2 separate regions of the Mus musculus genome follow, and region 1 is linked to region 2. A link is a contact called in public HiChIP or PLAC-seq data. All regions are on one chromosome and are shown on one strand. Each heading gives the region's core, a stretch centred on a gene start, on an enhancer-like site or on the middle of the called end of the contact. The rest is flanking DNA. Distances are from core to core; before and after follow the strand shown.

The links. HiChIP or PLAC-seq counts read pairs in DNA pulled down with a chosen protein or histone mark.
Region 1: a contact with region 2 is called in an H3K4me3 HiChIP or PLAC-seq map of the SCID.adh cell line, with 15 read pairs. The contact joins the enhancer-like site here to the promoter of Mms22l in region 2. A contact is called at or near these places in 3 of 39 promoter capture datasets (the 3T3-L1 cell line, the C10 cell line and embryonic stem cells), 2 of 484 Hi-C or Micro-C datasets (embryonic stem cells and short-term hematopoietic stem cells), 9 of 115 datasets of contacts at active chromatin or transcription factors (CD8 T cells, the SCID.adh cell line, bone marrow-derived macrophages and 2 more) and 3 of 9 other capture datasets (adipose tissue, liver and pancreatic islet).

What each region holds. Positions count from the first base shown.
Region 1 is chr4:24,554,485-24,557,749 of GRCm38.p6, forward strand. The region is part of intron 13 of Mms22l (MMS22-like, DNA repair protein); the gene reads left to right. Among named protein-coding and RNA genes, the nearest start is that of Mms22l, 60 kb to the left of the region's middle. Within about 2 kb of position 1,792, at least 30 of the 459 cell types and tissues checked have an H3K27ac peak or open chromatin away from gene starts, as enhancers often do. A contact at or near this core is called in the SCID.adh cell line, where this site is marked.
Region 2 is chr4:24,494,843-24,497,921 of GRCm38.p6, forward strand. Mms22l (MMS22-like, DNA repair protein) reads left to right here and starts at 1,609. Exons shown (of 24, transcript NM_199467.3): 1 at 1,609-2,223; 2 at 2,996-3,079. The coding sequence starts at 2,066.

The DNA of each region.
Region 1 (3,265 bases), core at 542-3,041, 60 kb after region 2:
AATTAAAAATGGTTCCAATAAAATGGTTTAATTTATGCTTCTGCAGTTAAGCAGTGCTCCTGGTTAGCAGAAATACCCTTCAGCTACACAGGATTTTGGAAGGTTGGAGGGCACTCATTTGCACATAAATAGCCATTAACTGATAAATTCCCAGAGGTCTCCTGTTGCATGTTAGTGGTTCTGACCTACTTAGCTAGCTTCAATTTGTTTTACAGAATTATTATAATTCTATGCTTAGTACTTAAACTTTGTGATTAATGCATGCCTCACAATACAATTAAAGTATAATTACACAGTTTTGCAGTTTCCTATCGTGTTATTACTACAAGGGTCTGGATTTTGCAAATATTAGAAGAGTTAAGGTTTGATATTTTTCACTTTTACTGTTATTGTGTGATCATGTTAAATGGTACTTTTGTACATCTGAAGAATGGAGGAAAGAAGTTGGCCAAATAAATTAAGGCTTGTTGGTGTTAGAAGGATCAGAAAATGCATAATAACTTTGGAGTGTTGTCTACACTGATGTGTACCAAGCATTCTTGTCTATGGTTTTCAGAACTAAGAATCCTCATTCCATTTTCTTATAGAAACCTTGTCACTACACCATTTGCTGTAGAAGCAGAACAAGTACTCTGAGTCTATAGAGAAACAATAAAACAGAACATGGGAACCTGAACCTAAAATGATCAAGGTTTCTGTCTTCTGTAAATGAGTAGTTCTTACTAGAAGGAGCAGGCAAAGTTGCTGCTAGCCAAATCTAGACCATGGCCTATTCATTTTGAGCTTAAGAATATTTAAATGTTTTCAGTGACATCTAAAGTAAGATGTGGTACTCAGAACATAAGTGCTCCCCCAACCCTCAGGTTTTGCAGCTCCCTCACTGGGTCTTGTGCAGCTTTCTGAGGCATTGAGTTCAGCACTTGGTTCTCGTACAGTGCTGCTGTTCCTAGCCTAGCAGAGTAGAGTGCTCTTTAGTGTTTACAGAGTGATTTGTGACACGTCTGACATCTGTCCCTTTACTACCCCTTGTACATCCAGTTACTATTCTCTTGTGTTTGAAATTGGTGAGTGCTCCTTAAAGGTCATAGCTTGAAATTTACGTTTTTTTAAGAAAAAAATTCTTAGTCATATCCAATATTAAAGTGTCAGTCCCATTGAAAGGGGTAGGAGTAACAAAACACTTGGATAATTTGAGACATTTAACACTTCAATTATTATGAATACATTAAAATTGTGTTTTGTTTAATGTAATAGTTAAAGAATTTTATGATAATCTTTAATAGACTGCAAAAACTTTTCCTAAAACTTTTTCTGAACATGAGTTTGGATTAGTGTCAGTAGGTTTTATCATATTCCCGTGTCCTTAAGAAAGGAGGTGCTCCTATGATTTTGGCATATTTGAGTGATATTCGCCTATATTATATAGAGAAATTTACCATCATAAGGAATTTTAAACCATTTGTGTTTTTATATTATGGATATACATTTAGGCATTTCCAGGGGAAAACAAAAACAAAAAACCCCCAGATGTTCAAAGTAGCAGCCTTTGTGTAAAGTTGATGTACAGTTTTTTTCCAAAGAGAAAGTGGTTATCCTATAATGACCAGTCTAATGAATTCAGAAATTCATTGATTGTCCCAGCTCTGGGTAGATTAGTAGAGACTTGCTTGAAGGAGTGGAATTTATGAAATGTTTGCCTCATCCGGCAAGCTGGGCTGCTGTAATACAGCTGCCTCCTCAGTGGTTTGCTTTGATCCTGTGGAATGAAAGGACAGGAGGATCAGCTCAGGTCTAAATGAGATTACAGCTGGTTCTGCCGCTTATCTGGTCTATTGCCAACTAGTGTGGCTTTGCACGTCCTAAGGGGTTTACAACAGAAACTGTTTATTGAGTATCATCGGTTTACTCAACACAAGCAGGCTAATCCTTCCCAGCCTCAGCATGCTGTAGAATTGTGCAGGAGCCAAACCAAAAGCTGGTATTGCCAGACCCTCTAGAGCCCTTTGTCTCGCTCTATATTGATTTTTACCTGAGTTAAAGACAGTGAAAAAAAAATAAAACCAATAACCATTCCTATTATGAGCAAAAGGTTAATCTTACCTAAAATCTTACAAAAAGCATCTGTTAACCCTAGAAGGGACAGCCTTCCTGTTTTGCGTTTTTAGTCAAGTGGGATTTTTTTTTTTTTTTTTTTTTTTTTTTTTTTTTTAGTTTTGAATTTTAAAGAACAAGATAAGAAAAACAGTTTAAGAGATCTTGCTAGGCATTGAAAGTTAAGTACTTAAGTCTTCTAGTAGTGATATATAACACATGGCTTTGTAAATGGAATATGAGGTAGCTTATTTCTAAATAAAAGTTTTTACTTTATATCCATTTTACATGGAATATTTTATTTTTTGTATTACCTACCAGGCTAGAAGCTTTCATTGTGGAAAATAAAACTTATGAATGAGTGATCGTTTTTATCTAGTGGTATATCTTGGTTAATAGTAAATTTCTGTAATATATAAGAAGTTGGTGGTTTGGGGGAACTGTAAAGGCAACTTTAGTAAATAACTCAATTTCCATTTTTACTCATCAAGTTATTCAATCTTTGGAGTTTTTTTTTAATTACTAAACAAGTAATATTTACCTTGAAGAATCTAATGAAACTACATTAGAAGAGTTTAGAAAGTAACACTGAATTAATCAGGTTAGTTAAGGCTACTGTAGTTGATAAGGAGCCCAAAGGCATTGAAGATTATATGCATTGGATCCTTCCCCTGATCTTAAAGTGGTGTTTAAAAGCTTCACGCAGCAATCCTAGCAAGGCCTCAGTGACACAGATGAGTCATTCATTGTTGTATGTGTGTACCCATGGGTGTGGAGACGTGGAAAAGTGATGCCACCTTCCGGCATGGTTCCTGAGGACTCAGTCACTTTGACTCTTTAGACAAGGTCTCTCCCTGGAGCCTGGGGCTTGCTGATTAGGCACACTAGTTTGTCAAGACAGGGGTCCTCCTGTCTCCACACTCTCAGCGCTGGCATTTTAAATGCATGCCACTATGCCTGGCTCTTTTATGTGGATGTAAATAATGGAACGCAGGTCTTCATGTTTGCACAACAGACACTTTACTGACTGGGAGGTCTCCCCAGCGCCTCTTGCAGAGCTACCTTTAGAGGTGTATGTTCTCAGATAGGTGGGTACAGAAGTTGCCACATGAGCACTTTTCCCTGAATCTGTAGCAGTAAGTACCGGGTAAGCTGTGAGTGTGAAATTTATGCT
Region 2 (3,079 bases), core at 359-2,858:
TTGGGGGCAGCTGGACAAAATACCAGCATTTCATCTTTACAAAACAATATTATTTGAATATTTCTGTTGTAACAGTATTATGTTATATTAATAAATATATAATAGCTATTTCTATCTATGGAAGCTTATACTTAAGTTCTTAACATTTCTATATCTTGTCAAAATTAAGATAAAAATAATTACAATTTTGTCTGATTCAAAGAAGAGTCTCTAACTTCTCTTTAGTTCTTTTCATTTCTAACCTGGACTACATACACTTGATAGGCTACACCCTTGCTTTGCGCTTTGGTTTGTTTTGGCCGACAGGAGTGAAACATGGGATGTGGTTTACTCCTTTCAGTGTTTCCCCCACTTGTCTGTGGTGGGACAGTTGTGTTTGTCTGTGAAGGCAACCACTGTTGTGTGACGATAAGTTAGGTGACTGCATCCTACAGGCACAGGTCTCACTCCTCTCTAGTAATCCGTGTTGATCCTTACTTTTCTGCTCAAGAATGATAATTGTCTCTATTAGCTGTGGGTGCCTAGTCATCCCATTTTGGGATCCAGTAACCATGGACACACCTTTGTAAGTGACCATTTCATTAAGTATCACCTTAATTGGCCTCTGTCATTTCTTTAGTTCTTCCCACTCCATGATTCACATAAGTTGAGCTCACATAATCAACATCAGGTATTTAAACAAACACAACAGACAAGAGTGTACTGGAATGTTGATGGGAGGAAGAAAAATGGCCGTATGGTATGTTGTCCTAATTGCAGTGCCAACACTAGGTATTCTCATATTCAGAAAACATACTCTTGACATCACTGTGGAAGAGACCTTCATGATACAATACTCATCACCAGCTATCATCAGCAGTCAACAAAAAAAAGCATCAGGTCTCAGAGTACCTCAACTGGGCTGCACAAATACATGTACTATAGTAGCCCTACACTGCAGTGGGAATTTTTTTTTTCTTCCGCTTCATCCCACATGTCATTTGAAAATACGTTGATTTTAACATCTAAGAGTTAGGGTAGGTTCCCTATGAAGTGGATGCCCGCAAGTAAAGCAATATATTTAAATGCAGCAGGCATTTGAATCCCCATGCCCCCCACCCCCATCTCAAGACAGTAATATTCGAGTCAACTTTAAAGAACACTTTAATAAGGAAAATGGATCGGAAAATATTTTTACAAAATTGTAACTCTTGTCCAGAGTTACAATGTATTGCAAAGGGAGCAAAAGTTGTTATGTCTGAGGAAAAAAAGCCATCTAACTTAGTCAATGTGTCCCTTGTGTTCTGGGTCACTGCTGCAGAGCAGAAGGCATCCAACACAGGAAAGCCGGGGTGGGCCCCAGGGCAGGAAGAGGGTGGCCGGGCTGCGGGAGGCCGAGGCAGGCGCGGGGCTCTCCAGAGCCCGGCCTGAAGCTGATCCCCGCCGTTCGCAGACCCTACTTCCAGGCTTCAGCGGAGAGCTGGCCACCTCGCAAACTCTCAACGGTACGGAGAACCGTGAAGAGCGAATCCCTGGACTTGTCCGGGCCGACGGGCTCTCGCGAGATCTCGGTCCGCGCCAGTGAGGACTCGCGAGAGGGCGGCGCCGGAGGCGGGGCACGCCGTGGCGGGAATTTCGCCTGCTTCCGGTTTCCTCTGCCCGGCGCTGCGTTCCGCGTTCTAGGTTTGCGGGGGCCTGCGGTTTTCCCGCGCGCTCGCCCGCCCCGAACGCCGCGCTGGGACTGAGGGAGACGGAGGGAGGCGGCGGGGCTGCGTGCTCCATCCGGGCCGTGCGGGGAAACCAGCCTGAGGAGGTGCGCGAGGGCCTCAAAACCCACGGCAGCCCGGAGGGAGCGAGGGCGGCGTTGGAAGGCTTGGCGGCTCCGGCGCCTGCGGGACGCCCGGAGGATTCTGGACCTGTTGCCTTCAGCTTCTCTGCTTTCACGTTGGTTTCCCCGGGTGCTGAGGGCACATTTTGGATCTCCGAGGTAGCTCCTTACCGTACTTTCAGCCTCTTGCAGCTTGTCTTCGGAGCCCGAACGTAACTGCCCGGAACCGCGGTGGCATTGCAGAGCAGGATGTAAATAATGGATGGCTGTTCAGCAGCGTCGACCTTCTTGACTGACAGCTTAGAGCTGGAGCTGGGGACAGAGTGGTGCAAACCCCCCTGCTTTTCTTGCGCTTTTGACAACAGAGAAGGAAAATTCTCTGGAGAGTCCTACCTTGCCAGTGGCGCCCTTAAGCGGTAGGTTAAAAAACAAACAAACAACAAAAAACCGAATTGAAGGTCCCCACCCCCAGCAATGTTGATTATCACCAATGTCTAACGTAGGTGCTCAGCAAGCCTCGTTTTACATACGCTTAGTATATAGAAGAACTTTCTGGATAATTGATAATCTCTTAGGAGTGGGTAGCTGGATATTTAATTTACTTAGACTGGTTTCAGAGCAGCCTAGTCTCTTGGAACTTGTATTTCCTTTTAAGGGGTAATAGTTATCTATAAGTTTTCAGTAGTTTATAAGTAGAACCTGATAGTTTTTGTTGCACGGGTTCTTTCCATCCAAAGCATCGGCATACAGAATTCATAGACACATTAGTCGAATGAATATTACAATAAAATTGCTGTTCTTGAATTATTTAGGTAATGCCCTTTGAGGAAACTTCATTAAAGAAAACCATTTTTTGTTGATTGTATGATTATACCTTGTTAATAATTTGTTAATAACCTTAAACCACATTAGGTATCTATATGATGTCATTCTTCCTAATTCGGAATATTTGGTGTTCTGAAAACCCATTTTCTTGTTCAAAGATAAATTACTGTGACCTCAGACCACTTTGTATATTGCTTGGACTCCATTTAGATTTTCCTTTTGGACACAACATAAGGTGTCAAGTAACCCCTCCCCCCCCCCCCCAACACACACACACATACACATATACATATGTGTTTGTGCGCGTCATCATGGCATGTATAGTCTGGATTCAAATGATTTAAGTCATTGTTTTCATTACAGGTTAATTTTAAATCTTGATCCATTACCAACTAATTTTGAAGAGGATACAGTAGAACTATTTGGCTTCCAATGGGTTACAGAAAC